6 separate regions of the Mus musculus genome follow, and all the other regions are linked to region 6. The links are chromatin contacts, called in public Hi-C, HiChIP or PLAC-seq and promoter capture Hi-C maps. All regions are on one chromosome and are shown on one strand. The core of a region is the stretch at or near the end of the contact, and the rest is flanking DNA. Distances in the headings are between cores, read along the strand shown.

Region 1 (3,404 bases), core at 290-2,789, 480 kb after region 6:
TCCCTGTGACATTAAGAGTACCATATGAGCCAGGGATGGTGGCTCACACCTTTAATCCCGGCAGCTAGGAGGCAGGGGCAGGTGGATCTCTCTATGATTTCAAGCAAGTCTAGTCTACAGAGTTCCAGGACAGCCAGGGTTACACAGAGAAACCCTTCTATCTCCAAACATCTGCCTCCCCCCCCAGAAAAGACAGCACCATATGGTAGAGCCTGTATACTCACCACCATAGGTAGGAAGAAAAACAGGAAATAGTACAAGTTGCCTTCCCTTTTATTGTCTACTGCAGCACCAACCAAGGTAGATCAAAAACTCCCATCTGTGTTTGCCACTTGAATTCAGTTTCCTTCATCAGTAACAAGTTTTAACTCTATGGGTGTGGGTGTCACCAAAAAGTTTCATGGCATATAAAGACATGTGTCTGTGGGTGCTTTACTCTGTTTAAAAAGATGGGGATGTGAGGACAGCCTGGCCTCAAACCTTCATCTTTTTACCTTAGCCTCCCAAATGCTGGAATTAAAGGCCTATGCATCTGCATCCAGATTCTGATCTTGGCTTCGAAAACCAGCTCAGGAAACTCACCCAACCTACCTCCATCTCCTGTGGTCTCTCTGCCATTGGCCTCCTCGATTTTCTCTTCTGCCACCTGAGGTTCTGTGACAGCATCTCCATTTTCTTCATGTCCCTTTCTGGGTCGCTGTCGGGCTTTGGCAGCCTCCTTCTTTTTGGCTGCCTTCTTCTTGGCCAGGTCGGAAGGCATGGTGATGAGCCACAGGGGTAGTTACAGTCCTTTCAGGAGTCTGAAGAAAAGCAAACAGATACTCCAAAATTCTAAACTTACAGGTAAGAATGTCTGAGTGCTATCCCATCCCTCCTTGGAATTTTCCTATCAAGCCTGTGGTGCCCAACTCTTGTCCCCGCCAACTTTGTCCGGGCTTCTCACACTCTCTCGACCGCTCCTCCAGCCTCATCTCCTCCCTTGGGGTTCGCGCGCCAATCCCCACCGCCGGCTTCACTCGGATGCGCTCTTCCCCCAGGGCCTTAGTGAGGGACCGCTCTGCCCCTCGTCTCCAGTTTCCGAACTTGGCGCTCGCGCACCTCTGCCAGCCGCCTCCTTTTCGGTTCTTCGCCAGGAGTTCGTCCCGGACCTCCCTTCCGTCCCTCTCATCCACCCCACCGACTGCGGCGCGGTTTCTCTCCCGGAACCACGAGTCCTCCCCAGCGGGTCCCTAAGGGTCTCTGCGCTCGCTGCCCCTAACCTCCCCCACACCCCGCTCGCCGGCGTCTCTGCCTGGGCCAGTTCTTTTCCCTTTCGGCCCTTTCCATTCCGACCCTGAGCTCCCTTCCGCTTCTCCTCCCGCTTCCTGCTCACGGGTCCACACTCTCCTCCCCTCCGGCGCCCCTTCCCCCTCAACTCACGGGGCCTCGCCGCTCGGCCTCTGTCGCAACAGAGCTGCTCCTTGAGCTCCTCCGCGTGCGGCCGGCTCCCCAACCAATCACGGCCCCGGGCGGCCCTTGGCGCGCTGCCGCGAGGGCTTCTGGAAAATGTAGTTCTCAAATCGTAAGAACTTAGGGCGGGACTCTCCTCCGGAACTACCACGATTCCCAGGTGTTGCGCCGTTCTAGTGACGGCATCAGAACGCGCGATGATTCTGGTTGGGGGAGGATTAGAGTCCAAGAGGCCCGTCCTACCAAGCCGGTTTGAAGAACTGAAAACTGCAAATCCCAGATTGCTCCTCGGAGAGGTGGGCTGGTCTCCCAAAGGATACCCCACCCCTAGCAGATAAATTTACCAGGCTGCTCTACTGGTTTAACCAGCAGGAAGTGCGACTAAGCTTCCCGGCCAGCGTCCTAAGAGTGCGAGACCAAACAATGAGAGAAGAGAGTTAGAAGGTGGAGGGGAAAGAAGAGCGAGTTGCTGCTGGGCAGGTGGCTCTGAAAGTGAGGTAACCCTTTGTAGACCACGCCAACAGAACTCTGTTCGAGAAAGGCATCCTCGTCTCATGGAACCGAAATTGAGAGCCTCGTCCATCGCTAACGAAACTTTTTGAAAGTGCCAGACGCTGTGCTGAACCTTGGTATCTTAGTCAAGAGTTTCTGGGTTCCACCAGAGCCATGCGAATGTGGTGGAAAAATCTAAAGTATAGGACCACTTTGCTGAGTTTAGCTCTATGGACACTTAGTTGTGACTTGTTTCATTTCCTTTGAGTCTCACTGTCTAAAATCTAAAGCAGACTTAGTGTTAGGAACATTATAAACTAGATCTGTAGCCTCATACACAAAACAACTCTACGACCCTTGCTTGCTACCTGTCCAGGGTCCTGTCCACTGGTGTGTCATCACTGATGACACAGAAGGAAGCAAACTTAGTGCCCCTGAGTGCATTCTCAGAAAGTGACCCCCTTTTCCTCTAAGGTCACCATGTTGCCAAGCTAAATAGAAATTAGGCGTGAAGATCATTGAGGGTGGACATCACAAGTAGCTTCAGAGCCTGCCCCCTGTGTCTTTGGCAGCACACTAATTTTAAGATGAAAACGGGCTAAAGAGATGGCTCAGCAGTTAAGAGCACTGACTGCTCTACTAGAGATCCTGAGTTCAATTCCCAGCAACCACATGGTGGCTCACAACCATCTGTAATGAGATCTGATGCCCTCTTCTGGTGTGTCTGAAGACAGCTACAGTGTACTCATACACATAGATAAATAAATGAAAGAAAAGGGAGGAAGGTAAAAGGAGGCTTTGTAACACACACACACACACACAGCTTTAAAAAAAAAAAAAAAGAAAAAAGAAAAGAAAAAGGAAATCCAAATGGGCCTGCCAATCGCCTAAACAGGAAACTGCGGCTGCTAAGGAAGTTGTCTGTTTCAGAAACGAAGCACTAGTATAAAACCCATGTGACCATTGTCCATTCCCACCAATGAGAAACATTTTCTTGGTCCATTGTCCACCTCTGCCTTTGAGGGTGTCCTCATTTTACTCTATGGTAAACTCTGTCTTCATTACTCAGTGCCTCATTGGAATTTATTCAACAGAGATGGCAATGACTGGAAAGCCTAAGGGAGTCTGAATAAGATCCCTGTAAGACACAAAACACTAATCTCACCTCTCTCCCCCAACAGTAGAAGCAGTTCTCCTCTGCTAGAATTTAGAGTTCAGAGTTAAGCCATTTAAATACCACTGACCATGTTCCTAGAATAACCTCCACCAGTTGAGTAGTTCTATTGATATTTCACACAATTGACATGAGCATACACAGATTACAAAGTAGCAAGGAACTTTATTCAAAGGCCAAGTAATATCACAGATGAGAAATGCAGTCAGTCTTGACCACAGGGCACATGAGTGAGTGTCCTCGAGTCTGATGCTTCATTTCATGAAGTCTAAGGAAAAGAGAGGCTGCT
Region 2 (3,659 bases), core at 576-3,075, 430 kb after region 6:
TAGCAGAAGAATCCCCACAGCCAAAACGTCCAGAACCAAATTAGAAAAAAAAAAAAAAATAGAAGGCAGGCTTCTTGACAGCCGCTGGCATCTGAGAGTGAGCAGCGCTGAGGGCAGTTTCACAGCAGGGACATCAGGAATGGCCCGTCCTAGCCAATGATTCTTGGACCCTCTTCTTGCCTCTGCTATAGTCAGCCTCCAAATCCTTCTGGTCCTTCCCATCCCAACCTAAGTGCCATGGACTGAGAAGCAGAAATGGGCTCGTCTTAGTGTGAAGGAAGTTCCAGCCCTCTACCCTTGCACGGGCTAGCTTTCTTAATTAGAACTCACCAGATTGCAGAAACCTTGATCTCGGCACACCTGGCTCTTCCAGGCTAGGAAACCGCTCTAGAGTAGATACTGAGGTCAGGACAAGAGGGCTTCAAGGGAATGGAGTCTGATTGGGTTCGTTTACTACACCCTGTTTCTGTGGAGAAGGCATCCTCCCGGGGAGAGCTCAGGGCTCTTAAATGATGGCTCAGCTGAATCTTAGCAGGATTCTCAACTCCCAAGTCTTTATGCCACACCCAGTTCTGCCAGCCTTTAGCATTTCCAGTCCTGGCCAGCCCTGGTCCAGCACCCTCCCTGGTTCTCCAGTTTTGAGAGCGACCTCTGCTAAGGTGAAGGAAGCCACAGGCTCACCAGGCCCTGCATCCAGAAAGCCCATTCCCATCGTTGAGTGTTGAGGGGTCGATTCAGACCGTGTCCCCACATACTAAGCTGACAGTTACCCTAACATGCTGTCACCCTAGGGTCCTGCTGAGGCCCTCAAGAATACAACCTTTGAGAGGAGAAAAAACGAAGGGATTCTGAAAAAGAGATGGGGCGAGGTTTGTGGACTATAATGCCTTGAGAAACGTACTGCCGGTGAGACTTCAGGCGCTCCGGGGCAAGAGCAGGGCTTTGGGACCTGGAGATGTCCACTACTGAACACCGCGTACGATCTGGAGTCCGGCACTCCAGGGCTCCAAGCAGATGGCGGGAGTTTTGGACCGGTCTCGGATCTGGGACTTCCTGACGGTCAAACCCGTGTCGGTCCCAGCACTTACCCGGTAGACTCGGGAAAGTCTCAGAGAAGTGCGGAGGCGGGGGCGGCGGAGGTTCAGTCACTTTCTCGCGCGCGGGCAGCAGCTCCTCAGCGTCCAGCGCTCCGTCAGTGCGCCGGGCCGCGGGCTCCGGGTTGCTTCGCGAGGCGGTGGAGGCGGCGGCGGCGGCGAGCTCCGGGGGCCCGTAGTAGGCGTCCGGGGGCTCTGCGAAGCTGGGCAGCGCAGTGGTCAGCGCCACCATCGAGGGCACCGCCTGGCCCAGCCCCGCGCAGAAGGTATTGCTCAGGCGGCCGGCGAACGAGGCGAGCGGGGCGAGCGGCGGCAGGCCGGCGGGCAGCGGCGCGGGGGCCAGCGCCTGCGGCAACACGAGCGGCCGGTAGGGCATGAACATGGGGTAGCCGGTGTAGAGCAGGTGGCCCGAGCGCGGCGGCGGCGGCCCGATGAGCGAGTCGATGGAGAAGGCGGCGCCGGGGCCGCCGCTGCTCCCGCCGCTGCCCCCGGGGGCGCCGCCGCCTGCCGCTCTCTGCATGGCGCTGCCCGGGCCCCGCCGTGCGCCCCGCGCGGACACGCAGGGCTCGCTGCGGGCGCGCGGGCCGAGGTGGCGGCGGGGCGCGGGCTCGGCGCAGTGTGGCTCCGGCGCCGCGCTCTCTCGCTCATAAGGAGGGAGGGGGCGGGCGGGCGGGTTGGGGGTGTCGCCCTCCGGACTCATCCATCTTCCTCAAATTACGCTTCACTTGCTCCCTCCGCCCGCCGCCGCTCCCGGCTCCCGCGCCCCGCGCCCCGCGCCTTTTCAGTGGCCCGGCCGGCCCGGGACCCCGCCCGCCCCCCGCGGCCCAACCAACTATTATTAATGCAGATTGATGAGGCCGGACCCGCGGCTTTGTGAAAGTTTGCGGCGGGCGAGGAGGCGGCGGCGGCAGCTGGCTAGGTCCTCTCCCCGCGCCCGGACGTGCTCCCGGCTCAGCCCACGCGGCCCGGGCTCGGCGCGGCTCGAAGGGCGAGAGGAGCGCGGCAGGGCGGGGCGGGGGTGCGCAGGACGCCAGGAGCGACTCGGGGCGCACCGAGTGGCGATCCCTAGGAGCCCCGATGCGGCGCGGGGCAGCAGGGGGCGCGCTCTCCGCCCAGGGCCCCGTGCGCGCCCGGGGCCACTCGTGGGCGACCGCTTTCCTACTGTCTTCCCAGTGCCTTCGCACTCTCTGCCTGGGACTCGGTTCTCTAAGCTCTGGCTCTCGCTCCCTCTCCCTCATTTCTCCTCCATCTCCAACTTCTCGCTTATGCGGGAATTCCTGGGTGCCCACACAGGGCCAAGTACTTACCCTTCCCCCTCCTTCACCTTTCCCCATCCACCTCTCTCCCACCCTTTCCATTCTTTTTCTTCCTCTCACTTTCCTCTCTTTTAGCCGCCTTTAAAATTCCTATTCCTCTCTTTTTGATTCTCTATCCCAGTCTATTTTCTCATTCCCTGCTCTCTCTCTCTCTCTCTCTCTCTCTCTCTCTCTCTCTCTCTCTCTCTCTCTCTCTCTCTCTCTCTCTCTCTCTCTCCCCATTAATTTCCCTGATTGGCTCCCTGGCTCCAGCGCGTCTGATGAGCCCTATTCATTCTCGGGCCTGACACTCTCGACCTGCCCTGGCTGATTGCTGGGGGCTGGCCCTAGGAGCGCTGATGAGCCCCAAGGGTCAGCAGCGCTAATTATCTGCTAATTGCAGATGACTCTGCTCACCTCCCCCATTCCGCCTTGACTGTCCCCCTCCTCTGATTCCCAGCAACAGACTTGTCGTTCTAGAGGCAAAAGTCATTGGCTTTTGGCTGCATAAGCACCTCAGGTCAGAGAGTGAGAACAAGACAAGCAAGAAGAGAGGCTCAAAGTTGCAAATGGAGAGCAAGCCTGTCCAGCAAAAGTGCAGCCTTTGGACTAGGGAACTATTCAGGTGCGGTCAGGAAGAGCCTCACAGTCTAAAGGAGCAATAGCAAAGCCAGACAAATTCAACAGGATGTAGTTTAGGCGTGCGAGTGGTCCTATTTAGATATAGAGGAAAACCTACTGAGCTCCCAAAGAGGACAGAGCTGGGCTGAAGGGACTGCTGGGTCTCTGACATTTGTCCCAAGCAGAAGTATTTTATTAGCTAATGAGCAGAGCTATTGTCACAGTGATGTCAGCAGGGTAGCACTAAGGCAGGATTAAGTAAGATAAGGCTTGAACTGGTTTTGTGGTAACTCTTGCTGATATTCAGAAGCAGGAAGATCAGAAATTTAAGGTCATCTTCAGCTACCTAGGGAGTTCTAGGCCAGTCTGAACCTGGGACCAGGCCACCCTGGGGTACACAGTGAGACCCTCTGAATGGGAGGAGAGGAGGGAGGTCTTGCTTTCTGAATTCATCAGAGAAGTGAAAAGAAGATGGTGTCAAGGCTGCACAGTCCTGATATGCTTTGGACTCTACATTCTCCCAATGAACACAGAGACAGGCTGGGGAGATGCCGCCTTAGAGAAAACTCGGGTGCTTTAGCTAAGGTCTGGGAACTGCAGCTCAAATAAACAACTAGAGCTCATCTTTGGCTAAAGATAGTCTTCTAAG
Region 3 (3,652 bases), core at 950-3,449, 320 kb after region 6:
CTGCAGGGAGAATCTGCCATAAACTCCCGGGTCGGGGGTAGGGTCGGGGGGTATCGAGGAGTCACCTAGGGGAGGAACGAAGGCCTGCAAAAATGTTAAGGTTGGAGGTTCTGCAATGAATTGAAGCAGGAATCCCAGGTGAGGTTTGCAAGTGATGCTGGGGCTAGGGACGAGAAATGCAGGAAGTGCCGCGGTTAGGAAGGCTGGTCCACAGAGATTGCTAAGGCTAAGAGCAAGAGTTTGCCGCAGATGCTAACACAGGGTTCGTTTCTGCACTGGGTGAGGGACTCAGCGGCCAGGGCTTTTGGCTAGTGCTGAGGTCGGAGCCTGCCGGTATAGCTGACGGTAAGGGAGCTGGGACTGCAAGTAGGGTCTTCAGAAAAAGACCTTGCAGGAACATCTCGTGGTTCCATTACCTTCCCCAATCTTCTCCAGTTTCTCGTATTTCTGCATTGCAGCGGCCGCGGGGACCCCTGCGGGCCCTCGGTTCTAAGACTCCCGGCCCTGGCGTTGCAGAGGAGGTGGTACTCACAGCTCCAGCCCCGCCCACCTGCTCACCACGCACTGGCATCTGGGACTTGTAGTCCCGGGGAAGCCATAGTTCCCAAGAATGCCTGTGGCGGAGGACACGCGGACTACAAAGTCCAACAGGCTGCGCTCGGGCTCTCTGCAGCGATCAACTCCAGGGACTCGTTTCCATCGCGGAGGCAAACCTTAAACTTCAACTCCCAGGAAGCATCGCGTGTCGGGCGTCTCCGCCAAGGCGCGGAGGCTCCCAGTGTGCCCCGCTCTTGTTATTATTCCTTTTCTGTGCTCACAGCCTTCCAGAAAAGGGCCTCTCCGGGACTACGCGTTCCAGAATACAGTGAGGGTGGGGGTGGGGTGCTCTCTGCTTGAAGTTTGCGTTTGACGGCCTAGATCCCGAGCGCTGTTGGCCCGGCTCTGACCTGGTTGGGTGTTTTGAGTCACCAGCGACCTCCTGACAGCTTCAGCACTAGTTTTCACCTCTCCTAGGCCACCTGGTGACCCCAGGACTGATTGGGGAATGATTCTGAGCGATGTCTTACTGCTGATGACCTCACAGGGACCAGCTGACCACAGGGCTGGGCAGCGAGACAGGTGTGCCCCGTTAGAGTCTGGATTTGAGTGGAAGGACACACGCCAGAGTCCCCTCTTTCTGCTGGGCCCATTTTATCGTCTCGAAACCCACCGGACTCCAGCGGCTCCACTTTGACATGCCGAGGCCAGCTGACTGGAGCCTGGGTGTCCCCCAGATCCCAGTCTTCAGAGCAGGCCCACTGGAGTCAGCCAGGGTGTGGCCCACGAAGACTGGCAGGTCAGTTACTTCCCTCAACAGACAAGACCACAGACAGTTGCTACACTTGGAGCAAGCAGCCTTTACCTCATCCTATAAAGGAGTTGATTATAGATTTTCTTGCACTACTCTCTAATTGTCTCATGATTGCATTCTTGAGGGCTGTGAACCGGGCGAAAATGGCCCCAAACAGCATTCCTCAGCGCGGAACCAGAGTAGGCGCTAACCGTTTGTCAATTAACTCACTTAAATCTGAGTGCTTTTGCATAAACAATATTGTGATTTACCCACGTGGCAGACTGAAGACGCATAAAGTGTATTCTTTATCTGAAATAATTGATAACTTAGTTGAGAAAACATGATGACACGCAAGGGTCTTTCAAATAGAGGTGTCAGCTATGAATAGGTTTCCATTTAGCCCGGAGGTAGTTCTAGCGAAAGGGAGGAATCTTCAACAAGTTGTCTTGTTTTCCATCAGTTCAGGGTCTTGGCCACCCAACCCCACCCACTCATTACTCCACATTCGCCTGCCACCCGTTCTCTCAAGCAGACACCGGGGCTTTCTTGGTGTTTCAGTGGTGTTATTTGGGCGGGGGCTCTGCAGAACCTTAACGTCAAAAAATCTGTAGTTCGACTCCCTGCATCTCAATTTCCTGGCCTACTCCACGCCCTCGATCCCCAACGTAAAGCTGGCTTCTTTCCTCACAGAGGTGGCTCACTAAAGCTAAGAGAAGGCGAGCCCGGAGCTTCGCCGCGGGTGGCGGGGGGGGGGGAACAGCCGGAAGGCCGCGCCGGCGGTGTCGGCGGTGTCGGGCTGTGCCTGGGAGCGCGCCCCCGCCGCGGAGGCTCAGCGTCCGCTTTCCGCCTCTCAGCTAGCCGCGCCGGGGGCGCGCACGGCGCGCTGCGGGGGGCGCGCACGCTGGAGGCTGGCCTGCCCGCAGCGCGGGGGAAAGTTGAGTTGGGAGAAGTTGGGAGCGGCGGGGGCGCGCCCCGGGGTGGGCACCGGGAAATCGTCGGGAGCGCGCGAGGGTTCCGGAGGATCAGGGGAGACCCGGAGACCCCCGGGACACGAAATCTAGAGCTAGCGGGTAAGCAGTTAGGTGGCGGAGAGGGAGGGTGAGGGCCGCGGAGGGGGGGGGGGGACTGGAGACTCGGGCGCCGAGGGAGTGGAACTGGAGGAAAGGGCGGGGACTGGGGCGCAGGGAGCGAGGTTTTAGGGAGAAGGATGGGGAGGCGAGTGGGAGTACGGGTCGGAAGCGAGATTCCGTGGTCCGCCTCTTAAGAGTTACCTAAAGCCAAGGTGCCGCGCCCCCTGTCACCAGGAGCGGGTAGTCTCAGGGAGCTACTGCCTTCAGCTCGCTCTCCCACTCCCGTGAGGGTTCCAGACGACCCTGTGCCCCAGAAACTCGCCACTTTGTGGGTTGCCTGGGACCGCAACTCCTCGGATCTCGGGATTGAGAGATGGAGCCATGAAAAGGGTTGGCGGGTCAGGTCAGGACAAGAGGTCAGACAGAAGGGGGAGCAGCTGGGTGAGGGTGGGAAGGACAAGCCTGAAGTTTGAGTCCTAGGGGACTGCCTTCTCTTCTGTAGGGAACTCCTTGCTTGGGTGTGGAGGGAGCGCTGCTTCAAATCTGGGTCCGTTTTATCAAACTCTCTCCGCCCCCCACCAGCCCCACAGCCAAGAGCTGTGGAATGTACGAATTCACTTGGGGAATGGTTAATGCTCGAGTGGGGGTCCGGACTGCTAATCCCTTGGGCTGGGGGAGAGACACTAATCCTTCGGGCCCGTCGGGGCTGGTCCGGGGAATGTGCCCCCACTAGGATTATCGGTACCGATGCTCTGGACAGAGGCTGCTTTGTATTCTACGACAGCAGGGAGGGGGGCATGGGTAGAGGGAGGAGGGCTTGGTGGTGAAACACACTGAGGGCAAAGCCTGGAGGTGGGAGTGAGCACCTGCAGGTGGTGAACACAGATTCCCTATACCCCCCTAGACCAGGTCCCCTCCCTCACACCTCTCCCCCACACTGACAGGCCCTGGCTGAAGGCCTGCTTAGGGGGGAGGTGGAAAGAGCAGTCAGCTGAGTTGGAGTTCTTGCCAGGAATGTGTGGCCCAGACTCCCCACCCTGGGCTGATCCCCCCAGACCTCTGTTATTTGACCCCATCTCATTGCCAAGGTAGCCATAAATCAGGCAACCACACATCGGCAGCACACCTGAGCAGCTTAGCATTGTTACCTTTAGAGAGCATTGGGTGTGCCCTCAGTGTGCATGGGCACCCCAGTTTGCACTGGTTGGGTTCCCTCTACCCCCATCACAGCTCACAACCTACAGTCATC
Region 4 (3,659 bases), core at 761-3,260, 420 kb before region 6:
GGCTGTCCTGGAACTAGCTCTATAGATCAGGCTGGCCTCAAAACTTACAGAAACTCTCCTGCCTCTGCCTCTCCAGTGTTGGAATTAAAGGTATGTACCATCACTGCCCCGGGGAAATAGAACTAGTTTTTAAAAAGCATAAACTATCAGAAGCCTACATTGAGTTTCAGCATTTTAAATATCCCATATCTGATATCTGAGCCAGGGAGATGGCTCAGGGTAACAGTGCTTATCACCATGCCTGACAATTGGAGTTCAATCCCACAGACCTACACATAACAGAGAATCAATCCTTTTCTCTTTCTTTCTTTCTTTCTTTTTCTTTTTTTTTTTTTTTCCTACAGACCCAGTATTCCCAGGTAGTCTCCCATCTGAATACTAACCAGGCTTGATCTTGTTCAGTTTCCGAAGCTATGGTCAGAGAATCAAACGCTGAAAGTTGTTCCTTGACTTCCACAGGTGTCAAGGCTCTTACACATCCAAACCCAAACACACACACAAAATAATAAAAATAAAAACCTTTTTTAATTTTCAATGTTTACCTTCCAATTTTCAAGTCTTTTTGCCTCCTAAAAATAGATTTCTTTCATATTTATATATCCACATCTTAGGAAATCCTATACATACAGTCAAGTTATATTCAATTTTGAATGAAGACAATCCTGCCAGTTTTCCTAGATGTCACCAAATGTGTGGGAAATCCCTGCTGGGCCAATACAAATTATAACCACCACCTAAGAGAGCAGAGGGTTATCCCACCCCTTGCAAAATAAAGATAGACAAATATTTCGTAATTTTATTAAAGGCGAATTCTGTCTTTCTCTATAGTACCAAAGACACCACACAAATTTCTTGCGCAAAAGGAACAGCGAAGCAAACAATGTGAGCAAAGATGTTGATAGCTGGTCCAGCAAACCCAGAGAGAGAGGAAAGAGAAACACGCGGCGGCGCTCTGACGCCTAGGAAAACCCAGCTCTCGGGGAAAGGCTTCTCCGACAGCAGCTGCCCAACTGGGCTGCAGGTCCAGGCTGGAGGTGGCTGGCGCTGGCACATTTGAAATATCATAGTCGGTGGATCCAGTCCGGAGCACCACGCGGGACCCGCCCGCGCACACACCCACAGCCCACTGCAGCAAGCGACCTGGGCGCAGCCGCAGCACGCAAGTAACGCTCGACCCGAGCAGAAAGTTTCGAATGAAAAACCCGAGCGCCGAAACGCACCGGTCCCGGAGCTGAACTCACGCCAGGAACAACGCCCGGAGCCAAACCACTTGACAAGCAGCTCGGGTTTTCAGCTGGCTGGCCCAGGCGGGACCGGGAGGTGGCAGAGGCGGCAGCGCACTGGCTCCCGCAGCCCAGGTGTCAGCCGCGCCGCCGCCTCCCTCCCGTGCCCACTATCCGACCCGTGCGGTACAGGCACTGGGGTGCGGATCAGGGATGTGGATAAGGGGCTCAGGATACGGATCAGGGACGCCGATCCGGGGCGCGGGATGAGGATCGGGGACGCGGGGCACGGGGCACGGGGCGCGGGGTCGAGTGCAGAGCCCGGGCGGCTCGCAGGCTGACGGGCCAGGTCGCGGCTCCGGAACCCGCGGCCGCGCGCCCCTCCCCCCACCCCTCCCCCGCCGGGGCACGTAGAGCCGGCGCCGCGTCCCGGGAGACCCACCGCCCGCGGCCCGGGGACCGGGAAGCTCTGCCTGCGCGGCCGCAAGCAACATTCAGCGAGGCGGGGCGGGGTCGGGACCAAGCGCCGCGCGGACTCACTTTTTCGGATGTTTCTCTCTTTTCGGCCTCCGCTTTCGGGCCTGAATGGCCAGCACTGGGGAGAGAGAAGACACATTAACGGTCGGGTTGGCCGCCTGCGTGCCGCGAGGCGGGGCGGGGGCCGCTCGCGCCGCTCACCTTTCCTGGAGCTCATTCCGACTCGGGGCAGCCAGGCGGGGGGCTCCGCGGCGGAGGCGGCGGCGACGCGACAGTCAGCCGCACCGGGATGCAGCCTCCACTCGCTCGCCGGCCGAGGAGGCGGGAACCGCGCCTGCGCCGCCGCGGCCTCTCCCGCGGGGGCCAATGAGACCCGCCCCCGCGGCCCCGCCCCGCAGCCCCGCCCCCTCCGCGCCCCCCTCCGCAGCTCTGGAGCACGGGGGTCCGGACCCCGGCCGCGCCCTTATCACTCGCTCGGCGGCCCACCTGTGCTGAAGGGCGGTTGCGCGCTCACGGTTCCCCGCGCCCACGGCCCCCTCGCCCACGGCCTCCCGCGCCCACGGCCTCCACCTCCTTGCTTTTACGGCCGCCGCAGGCCACCCGTTCCCGGGCACTAGGCCCAGCCGCCGACCCTTCCTCCCAGCCACCGCTCCGCACCCCGGCTGGTCGTGCCGCACGCCTCTCCATGCGCTCTTCCTTGGCCAGCGCCTTGGCGGGTCTCTCGCCACCTCTCTCAGGCGGCCTCCTCTATCCCTTTGCATCTCTACATCCTTGCATCCCTATGAGCGCCGCTTCCTCCTCTCCGGCGGGCGTGGAAAGGGCACAAGACCAAGAGCTGAGGAACCTGGGTCCTTGAGTGTCTGTGTGACCTTGGAGAAGTGATTTTCCTCTCTTTTCCTACTCCATTAGGCTGCGTGAGTTTAACGAAGGAAAGATGCACACAGCTTAAATGGAAAGTTTGTCACAGAAAGCCTAATTTTCTAAATACCATGAGATAAGAGCCTAAAACAGCAATCATGCCAAAAAGTGATTTTTTTTTTCTTCCTCCTATAATGGGGAAACTAAACCCTAAATAGGTCAAACAGTTCTACCAGCCTGTATTTCTATTCAGGCCTGGCTGGTTTCTCTTTCTGCCTTCCCAGGCTACCTGGTTTCTCTTTCTACCTTCCAAGGCTATCTAAGATGCAAATCACGCTGACTGACACGTAGTTACCACTTCAGTGTTCTCTTGTCTCTTTGAACAATTACAGTATCTTAAAGATACTGGTCCTGAACACTCAGTCCTTCATTGGTTACAATTGTATCGTTGAGTTACAACTGTATCACTGAGTCTTACTCTAAAGATGTCCCAACAAACAGGAAAGGCCGCTCCAAGTTTGAAAAGATTTTACTTTCTCCATTTTTTTTTTCAAAAAATCTGAAACATACAAGAAAAATGCAGTAATCGGCACTATTAACCCACATTCACTAGGTTTTTTTTAAACGTTTCTCCACAGTTGCTCTGTGTGTGTGTGTGTGTGTGTGTGTGTGTGTGTGTATGCATATGGTGTATTTTGCTGAGTCATTCAGTAGTTTGCAGACTGTTACCCTCCACCCCAAAAGATTTCAATACATATCTACTAAAAGCAAAGATTTTTTTTTTCTACATAATCAGAACGTTATCACTCTAAGAAAATCCAATAAAATATGTTTGGCGACATTTTTTTTCCAACCCAAGGTCATCCGTTACTGTTAGTGCCCATGTGTTTTTAAGTGTGTTTAGAATAATCCCTGGGTTGGGACTTTTTTTTTTTTTTTCTGATACTTTCCCTGAGTTCCAAGGCAGGCCTTGAATTTACAATGTAGCCAGTCTAAGTACACCTGCGTTGCAGGCCTCTTGCCTTACTTAGCTTCTCAAGTGCATGGAAGACAGGCATGCACCACTAACAGTGACTATTTTGAAGAATCTAGTTCTATTTT
Region 5 (3,312 bases), core at 734-3,233, 500 kb after region 6:
TTTTTTTTTTTTGAGACAGGGTTTCTCTGTGTAGCCCTGGCTGTCCTGGAACTCACTCTGTAGACCAGGCTGGCCTTGAACTCAGAAATCCACCTGCCTCTGCCTCCCGAGTGCTGGGATTAAAGGCGTGCGCCACCACCGCCTGGCATGATAGCACATACTTATAATCCTAATCTTGAGGTGAAGGCAGAAAATCAAGACCACCCTCTGATATATAGTGAATTTGAGGCCAGCCTGGGCTACAGAAGGCCATGCACACACACACCCTTCTCATCTTGCCCCCTGGATTAAGAAGCCCTAACCCTAACCCTGGGCTTCCTTTCTCCTCTTACATTGCTTACCTCTGAGGTCTCCACCCAGAGCCAAGCAGCTGTCTCTGCCCATCTCTTCTATAGTCAAACAGGCCTGTCCCTGAACTTGCCTCCCCCATTCCACCTGACTCTGTCACTCACAGCACCAATGTCACCAGCGTGGAAGCTCAAGCCTAGCCATTCTCCATCACTATAGAGGGGACTCTAATCATCCAAGAACCGAACTACCAAGTTGACCACATTCAATTCCATATGCAGAGCCTCTTCACTGGATGGTAGTCTTTAAAGCAACTACTCTTAAGCAGCTAGGTCAGGATTGGTAACTCCACTAACCCATAGGGCTGCCTTGGAATTTATACCCCAGAGATCCCTATGGCTAGAGAACAGGCTGCCACAGAGAAGCCCTCTTCCCTATCAGCCACTCTCCTATTCATCAAGGCCACTGATACTGTTGGGTCTAATGAGGCCCTGAGAAGAAGGCTTCTAGGGGCCCCCAGGAGCCTGCCATCAGTAACAGCCTCATAAGGGTCAGATTCTGGGGGCCCTTGCCTCTCACTGAAATGGTGCTTCCTGGAGTCACAACCAAATTTGGCCATAGTAAATATGACTGACTCTTCCCTCCATATGCCCAGGCTTAGAGCTCCTCACAGCAGGCTCTCCACCTCAATAGGTTCCTGGGTACCCTCAGACTCCTCACATGTCTTCGTGAGTGTGTGAGTGTGTGTGTGTGTGTGTGTTAGAACGGTATAGTACTATCCCTTTGGTTTCTAGGCCTCATGTCCCCAACTCCTGCCCCTCCTTCACACCTTTGAGGTGTTAAGGTCATCAACTTCTGGTGGCTGAGCCTGCCAAGGAGATCTTCTGACTGCTTAACTTGAGGTCTCACAAGTAGACCCTTCTCAGCTCTGACAGCAGGGCCAAGTCCTCAAGGCCCTCCTGCTAGGATGCAGAGGTTGTTCAGCAGAGAGCTTTTGCTCTTAGGTCACCTGCTCCTAGCTGCTCAGACCTAGTCGGAGTGACCCTGTCCCAAAGGATGAACAGGGACAACAGGCAGCCCTGCCCTAGCTGTGTGTTCGAGTCACCACCCCACCCCCACCCCCAGGGCAGGGGTAACACCTGAGCCCACCAGTAAAAGAATGTGAGACATGTCAGTTACAGAGGGGACCCCCCTCTTGGGGGAGGCACGGTGCCCACATCCCACCCCTTGCCCCTGAGAAGAACCCAAGCCGACGCCTCTCTTCCCGGCCGCCGCGCGCCCATCCCCAGCCGACCGCTTGGCGACGTGTTCGGATGCCAGGGCGCCCGCAAGGTCCCAGGGTTGGGCCGTGACCGTGCGCCCCTCAACCAAAGGGGTGGGAGAGCCGGAGCGCGCCGGCGGCCCCTCCCGATCATCCCTCCATTCAGCCCGAGCCAGCTCGCTCACCCTCCCCCGCTAACTTTCCCCCACTCACCACCCCATGGACCAGAAACTCAAAAAGTTTGCTTTTCGTGGCTTTGCGCGCCCCTCCGGCAACTTCGTCCGCGGCCATCGGGGTGGGCTCAGCGGCTCCTCTCACTCTCTCTCTCTCTTCCTCTTTCTTTCCCTTTTCTGCCTTTTTTTTCCTCCAACTCTCCCCTCTGAGTCCTGCTGGGCTCTCTCACACTTCTACTCGAGCGGAGTGGGGAGGGGGCCCCTTCAGGGCTGCCCTGACGGCCCACGGCCCACGCCGCCGCCGCCGCCCGCCCGCCGCCGCCGCCGCCGCGGCTGCCGCATTCCTGCACTGATAAGACAGAAATAGTCCGGCGGCCCGGGGTCTGCCTGCGACGCGCCGGGGACGGAGCGGCCCTCCTGTGCACTCCGCGTGGTCCAAGCGGCGCACAGAAGCGGCGAGACGAGCCGATCTGCCCGGAGGCTGCGCGATGGGCAGCTGCGCTGCGCCCAGGCCGCCCGGGGCCCATCGGTGGCGGCTCGGGGAGGGAACACCACGGGAGGTGACAAGGGGCTCGCCAGCCACTCTGCCCTCGCCACAAATAGTTTCTCGGTTAGGGAATTCGCCGACATGGCCAGGCAGGGAACAGACAGTTCCAACTTTTTTCCCCCAAGTGGCTCCTGCAGCATTTCTGAGGCCCTTTCCCCTGGGACCAGGCAGGCCAAGTAGGGAAACATTTGCTGGAAGGAATCTGGGGGGGAACCCGAGCCCGAAGCAGGCCTTGCTCCTGTCCCAGGGCCAGCGCGGTGGGTGTGCCGGGCTAGGCGGGCTCCCGGGCGCCCGCAGATGTGTGTGCCCTTGTCTCGCACACCGTGTGTCTGCACCCTTTTGTGGCACGGCGCAGAGGCTGTGGGTGTGGATGTTTATGTGCGTGCACTGACAAACGCCCAGTCTGTGTGCTTCCCTTCACAAGAGCCGCCGAGCCTGCGCGCGTGCGTGCGGGGCAGGACACGGCCTGTGTCTTTCAGCTCTGTTGGAGTCTATTTCTGGGCTTGTGAGTCTTTGTTTGTCTCTGTGCGAGAAAGTGAGGGCAATAGGGGAAATATTTCCGAAAAGGGGACATGGACTGGACTCATGAGAACAGGAGGAGTACATTGTGAGGAATGGCGCGGATCCAGGGTGGGTACTTGGGTGGGTAGGAGGAAAGGGTGAGGCAAGCAGGGCTTGATGGCTTTGGCGCGGAGACCCAGAGAGCTCGGGATTGGTGAAGTCCGCCCCAGAACCGAAGAGAAAGCAGGAGTGTGGGGTAGGAAGACGAGGAAACCCTAAATGGGACAGTGTGGATAGAACTGGCCATCCCTGGAGGGGAGGAAGAACAGAAAGGAGGGGACAAATCCTGAGATCCCTAGGTTGAGCCCAAGCTCCGCCCATTCCACAAGCCACGCCTGTCCCCACCTTCTGAAGGAGGAGTCCGCGGGTTTCAGGACAATCAAGGGTCAGGTTTATGGGCTAGCTGGGGCTGCCGCTGAGAGAGGGACAATGCCTGAGGGAACTTGTGGGAACACATACAATTTGAGCCCTCAAGACCCATT
Region 6 (3,540 bases), core at 826-3,325:
GAGGGGATGGAGGACACCAAGGAAACAAGGACCACTAAATCAGTATGAGCAAAGCTCACAGGAACTCACAGAGACTGACACAGAATGCACAAGGTCTGCATGGGTCTGCACCAGGTCCTCTGTATAGACAGTATGGCTTTTCAGTTTAGTGCGTTGCTGTTGTTGTTGTTGTTTAAATTCCTGTCTGTGAACAAGTGGGTCTCTTATTCTTGTGTCTTCTCAAGGGTTTTCTTCCTTTTGTTAGGTTGCCTGGTCCAATCTCAAAGTAATGGGTCTTGTTTTATATTTTATTTTGTTGTATTTTTAAAAAAGTGAATGCATGAAAACCACTAGGATGAAGGTAAGAACTAAACTGTCATTTATACCCGCTGGGAGAGGGAAAAACAGTTTTGTTTAATGGCGTGACACTGGTGTATACCAATCACTCCAGAGAAGGTCTCATTTTCAGGAATAGTTGACAAACATATAATAGACTCCAGCTTTGTGTGTGTGTGTGTGTGTGTGTGTGTGTATGTGTGTGTGTATGTGTGTACACTTGCATGCACAAGCACGCATGCACTTTTCTTTAATTACAACTTGATGTTTGTTTTTCTTTTGGGGTGTCATTTTATATATTTTCTTGGTTTTGTTACAGTATTGGATTTGTTTGTTTGACAAACAACTTAAAAGTTGGGTGAGGGCTGGTGAGATGGCTCAGTGGGTAAGAGCACCCGACTGCTCTTCTGAAGGTCAGGAGTTCAAATCCCAGCAACCACATGGTGGCTCACAACCATCCGAAACAAGATCTGACTCCCTCTTCTGGAGTGTCTGAGGACAGCTACAGTGTATTTACATATAATAAATAAATAAATATATTTAAAAAAAAAAAAAAAAAAGTTGGGTGAGCAGGGACAGGAAGATCTGGAAGGATCTGAGGGAGAGGAAAAATATGATTAGAATATATTTAATTTAAAAGTTATCTTAAATAAAACATGTTGAAAGGGGGCATCATATATATATGACGTCTAAAACTTCCAAAAGGATTTTCTCACTGTGCTGTGGTCCACCAACTTGATGCTCCCACCAGTGTATCTGGTAAACGCCTTGATTAACTTTCTTCCCCCACCTCCTGCAGATAAATATATTTATCTAATCTCTTTTATAAAGAAACATACTGTCCAGGATATGTTCAATCCCTTTTTAGGCCATTGCTGACCCTATGCAGCTTAAAATAATTTATTTAATTTTCTTTTAAGCAGTTATTGTTTTAGATCAACAGCGGTCTAGATCATTTTACATAAAACTTCTGTCTAGTTCTTCATACATCTAGGTAGAAAACTGAGGCTATGTAGAAAGTTCATTACTAGAAATAACGACTTCAGTCCTGTGTATTCCTAAACAGCAAAATAAAAAACTCATTATGAACATGTTTCTGTGAGTTCTAGGACTGAGTTCTGTATTCCAGTAGAACTGCCCGGGGAAACCTCAATAAAGTTGGCTGGAACTAACACCTGCTCTCTAGTTTTTTGGTTTTTTTGATTTTGTTTTTTTCCCCAGACAGGGTTTCTCTCAGTAGTCCACCACTCTCTGCCTCCACCACCACCATCACCCACCAGATCTGTTTTAATGAGAAAGACAGCCTACTAAACAGGCAGGCATGTCACGGAGAGGAGAAATCGACAGGACAATGGTTTTGCTTTCTGAATCTCAAACAAGTAACTCTTGTGCTTATCCTAAATAACCTTTGCCTTGCAGTATGCAATTTTCCTGTAATAGTTACTGAGCGCCTACAATGAGCCCCAGTCTGAAAAGGCAGTGAAGAACTGACCCTGTTCTCAGGGAGCTTACGCCATAGGGAGACGTCTTAGTTTGTTCTATTACACAATTATCCAAAATAGATCATCACGAAATCTAAACCTGGGAAGTCGGCCTTTGGTAGAAGAAAAGCACACGCGAGCTTGGATCAGGCCGAAGGGTACCCACTGTTGAGGACGCCGCACCGCGCGACGCAGCCGGTTGCTAGGGCGTCGCGTGGCTGTGACGCACTGCCCCGCCCCCTCCTCCTTAGAGCGCACCCCCCCCGCCCGACCCAGTGCGCATGCTTGGGACTCCCTTCGCTTGCAACCGTGGCCGAGTTGGCTTCGTCTCGTCCTCCTTCGGCTTTCCCGCAGTTCTCCGAGCTCCGCCGCCGAAGCCGTGCTCCAGACTGCCGCGTGTGGCGGGCAAACTGTCGCCGCGAACCCGCAGAGGGCAAAGAGAGGATGGCCACCTCCGGCGTGGAAAAGAGTAGCAAGAAGAAAACTGAGAAGAAACTTGCGGCTCGCGAAGAAGCCAAGCTGCTGGCGGGGTTCATGGGCGTCATGAACAACATGAGGAAACAGGTGCGGGGCGGTGCGGGGTGGTGCGGGGCGGTGCGGGGCGGTGCGGGGCGGTGGGCAGGGGTCCGGCGGAGGCTGGCGGCGGGGCCGGCGCCTTGGCTGACGGCCTGCTCCGCCACGGGGCTTCCGAGGCCCGCTCGACGGGGACTCCTGCGGCGGGCGGGGGGCCTCCGGGGCGGTTGTGTAACCGGTCTCATCCAGTTCCCCGTGAGGCCTGGAGCCTTCCCTTACCGTGCGGTGTCATCTGGAGCTCTCGGAGGGAGGCTCCCGCCCCGCCGCCCTGTCACCCAAGTGGCACGAGTTGATAAATCACCTGTCATTTAGGGCGACGCCAGTCACCAGTAAATAGCAGTTTTCTAAGGGTTCTGGCGCCACTGTTAACCAAGAGGATCTCTTTGTGCTGTCTTTGATTTTGCCGTGTATTGGAGAAACCGCAGCATTTGGTTGAAAGGTGGGTTATGAAAGGCACGGCTTAACGATGGAGACGGTAGATAGGTGTTTGATAGAATTAACTAGATTATAACCTCCAATAGACCGGTAAGCAGGGGAACACCACTTGGTTGGTTTTTGGTTCCGTGAGTTTTACTTGGTAGAGAACACATTATGGATTCTGGGGATGTTTGTCAGTTTGTTGACTCTGAAATCTGTTTTTCAAGAGGACAAAGCACTACAGATAAGCTTGAGTGATTAAAAAACCTAATTCGGCTTTCTGACGCTTTTGCTGTGAGTATGGGCAGCAGAAGAATCTTAAGATTTATTTCGGAAGATACCAACTCCTGATTTCTTAAGGCCAAACACTGGTCGCAGCAGTCTTCTCTTTGTTCACAAGATGGCACACTGCTCTGGTTGTAGCGGATAGATACTATGTTTTCAATGCCTATATCTTTCCTGGTTTTTATGCTGAAATAGCTGTGAATGGCTGGCTTCTTTATTAAAATGCATCTCTTTTCATATTTGTGTTCTTTTTGTGTAACCTTTTTGAGATCTACAGAATTGATGATTTGAGATTGCAAGTGTCTTTGATGTGTACCTCTAGTGGTAATTAAATCGAACTCACTGGTGCTTAAATTTGTTTAAGCTCATTCTGGTATACTCCTACTGTCCCGAACTGTGGCAGATGTGGGCTGGAGCTTTGCAAAGCATTACCTCATTCCTTAGATAGGCTGCAACAAAGTCACAGCAT

The links. Promoter capture Hi-C pulls out the DNA fragments that hold promoters and counts their contacts. Hi-C and Micro-C count contacts between places; a contact is called where the count stands out from the background. HiChIP or PLAC-seq counts read pairs in DNA pulled down with a chosen protein or histone mark.
Region 1: a promoter capture Hi-C map of pre-B cells shows a contact between it and region 6. The contact joins the promoter of Abcf2 here to the promoter of Klhl7 in region 6. A contact is called at or near these places in 4 of 39 promoter capture datasets (embryonic stem cells, liver, pre-B cells and 1 more), 1 of 484 Hi-C or Micro-C datasets (CD4 T cells) and 4 of 115 datasets of contacts at active chromatin or transcription factors (effector CD8 T cells, epiblast stem cells, memory CD8 T cells and 1 more).
Region 2: a contact with region 6 is called in an H3K4me3 HiChIP or PLAC-seq map of stem cell-derived neural progenitor cells, with 4 times the contacts expected there. The contact joins the promoter of Gbx1 here to the promoter of Klhl7 in region 6. A contact is called at or near these places in 2 of 39 promoter capture datasets (liver and neural stem cells) and 1 of 115 datasets of contacts at active chromatin or transcription factors (stem cell-derived neural progenitor cells).
Region 3: a Hi-C map of B cells shows a contact between it and region 6, with 6 read pairs. The contact joins the promoter of Slc4a2 here to the promoter of Klhl7 in region 6. A contact is called at or near these places in 1 of 39 promoter capture datasets (erythroid cells), 2 of 484 Hi-C or Micro-C datasets (B cells and CD4 T cells), 2 of 115 datasets of contacts at active chromatin or transcription factors (embryonic stem cells and memory CD8 T cells) and 2 of 9 other capture datasets (liver and pancreatic islet).
Region 4: a contact with region 6 is called in a promoter capture Hi-C map of liver, with 3 times the contacts expected there. The contact joins the promoter of Srpk2 here to the promoter of Klhl7 in region 6. A contact is called at or near these places in 4 of 39 promoter capture datasets (hippocampal neurons, liver and pre-B cells) and 1 of 484 Hi-C or Micro-C datasets (embryonic stem cells).
Region 5: a contact with region 6 is called in a FOXA1 HiChIP or PLAC-seq map of pancreatic cancer cells. The contact joins the promoter of Smarcd3 here to the promoter of Klhl7 in region 6. A contact is called at or near these places in 1 of 15 datasets of contacts at CTCF or cohesin (the NIH/3T3 cell line), 2 of 484 Hi-C or Micro-C datasets (CD4 T cells and embryonic stem cells), 1 of 115 datasets of contacts at active chromatin or transcription factors (pancreatic cancer cells) and 1 of 9 other capture datasets (liver).

Annotation. Positions count from the first base shown.
Region 1 is chr5:24,575,928-24,579,331 of GRCm38.p6, forward strand. It overlaps Abcf2 (ATP-binding cassette, sub-family F (GCN20), member 2), which reads right to left and starts at 1,540. Exons shown (of 14, transcript NM_013853.2): 1 at 1,420-1,540; 2 at 592-800. The coding sequence starts at 760.
Region 2 is chr5:24,525,023-24,528,681 of GRCm38.p6, forward strand. It overlaps Gbx1 (gastrulation brain homeobox 1), which reads right to left and starts at 1,826. Exons shown (of 2, transcript NM_015739.2): 1 at 1,089-1,826. The coding sequence starts at 1,794.
Region 3 is chr5:24,423,033-24,426,684 of GRCm38.p6, forward strand. It overlaps Slc4a2 (solute carrier family 4 (anion exchanger), member 2), which reads left to right and starts at 2,200. Exons shown (of 23, transcript NM_009207.3): 1 at 2,200-2,403. Cdk5 (cyclin-dependent kinase 5) reads right to left here and starts at 532. Exons shown (of 12, transcript NM_007668.4): 1 at 417-532. The coding sequence starts at 453.
Region 4 is chr5:23,673,957-23,677,615 of GRCm38.p6, forward strand. Srpk2 (serine/arginine-rich protein specific kinase 2) reads right to left here and starts at 2,011. Exons shown (of 16, transcript NM_001359173.1): 1 at 1,902-2,011; 2 at 1,764-1,818. The coding sequence starts at 1,917.
Region 5 is chr5:24,600,019-24,603,330 of GRCm38.p6, forward strand. Smarcd3 (SWI/SNF related, matrix associated, actin dependent regulator of chromatin, subfamily d, member 3) reads right to left here and starts at 1,984. Exons shown (of 13, transcript NM_025891.3): 1 at 1,763-1,984. The coding sequence starts at 1,840.
Region 6 is chr5:24,098,515-24,102,054 of GRCm38.p6, forward strand. Klhl7 (kelch-like 7) reads left to right here and starts at 2,076. Exons shown (of 11, transcript NM_026448.3): 1 at 2,076-2,360. The coding sequence starts at 2,241.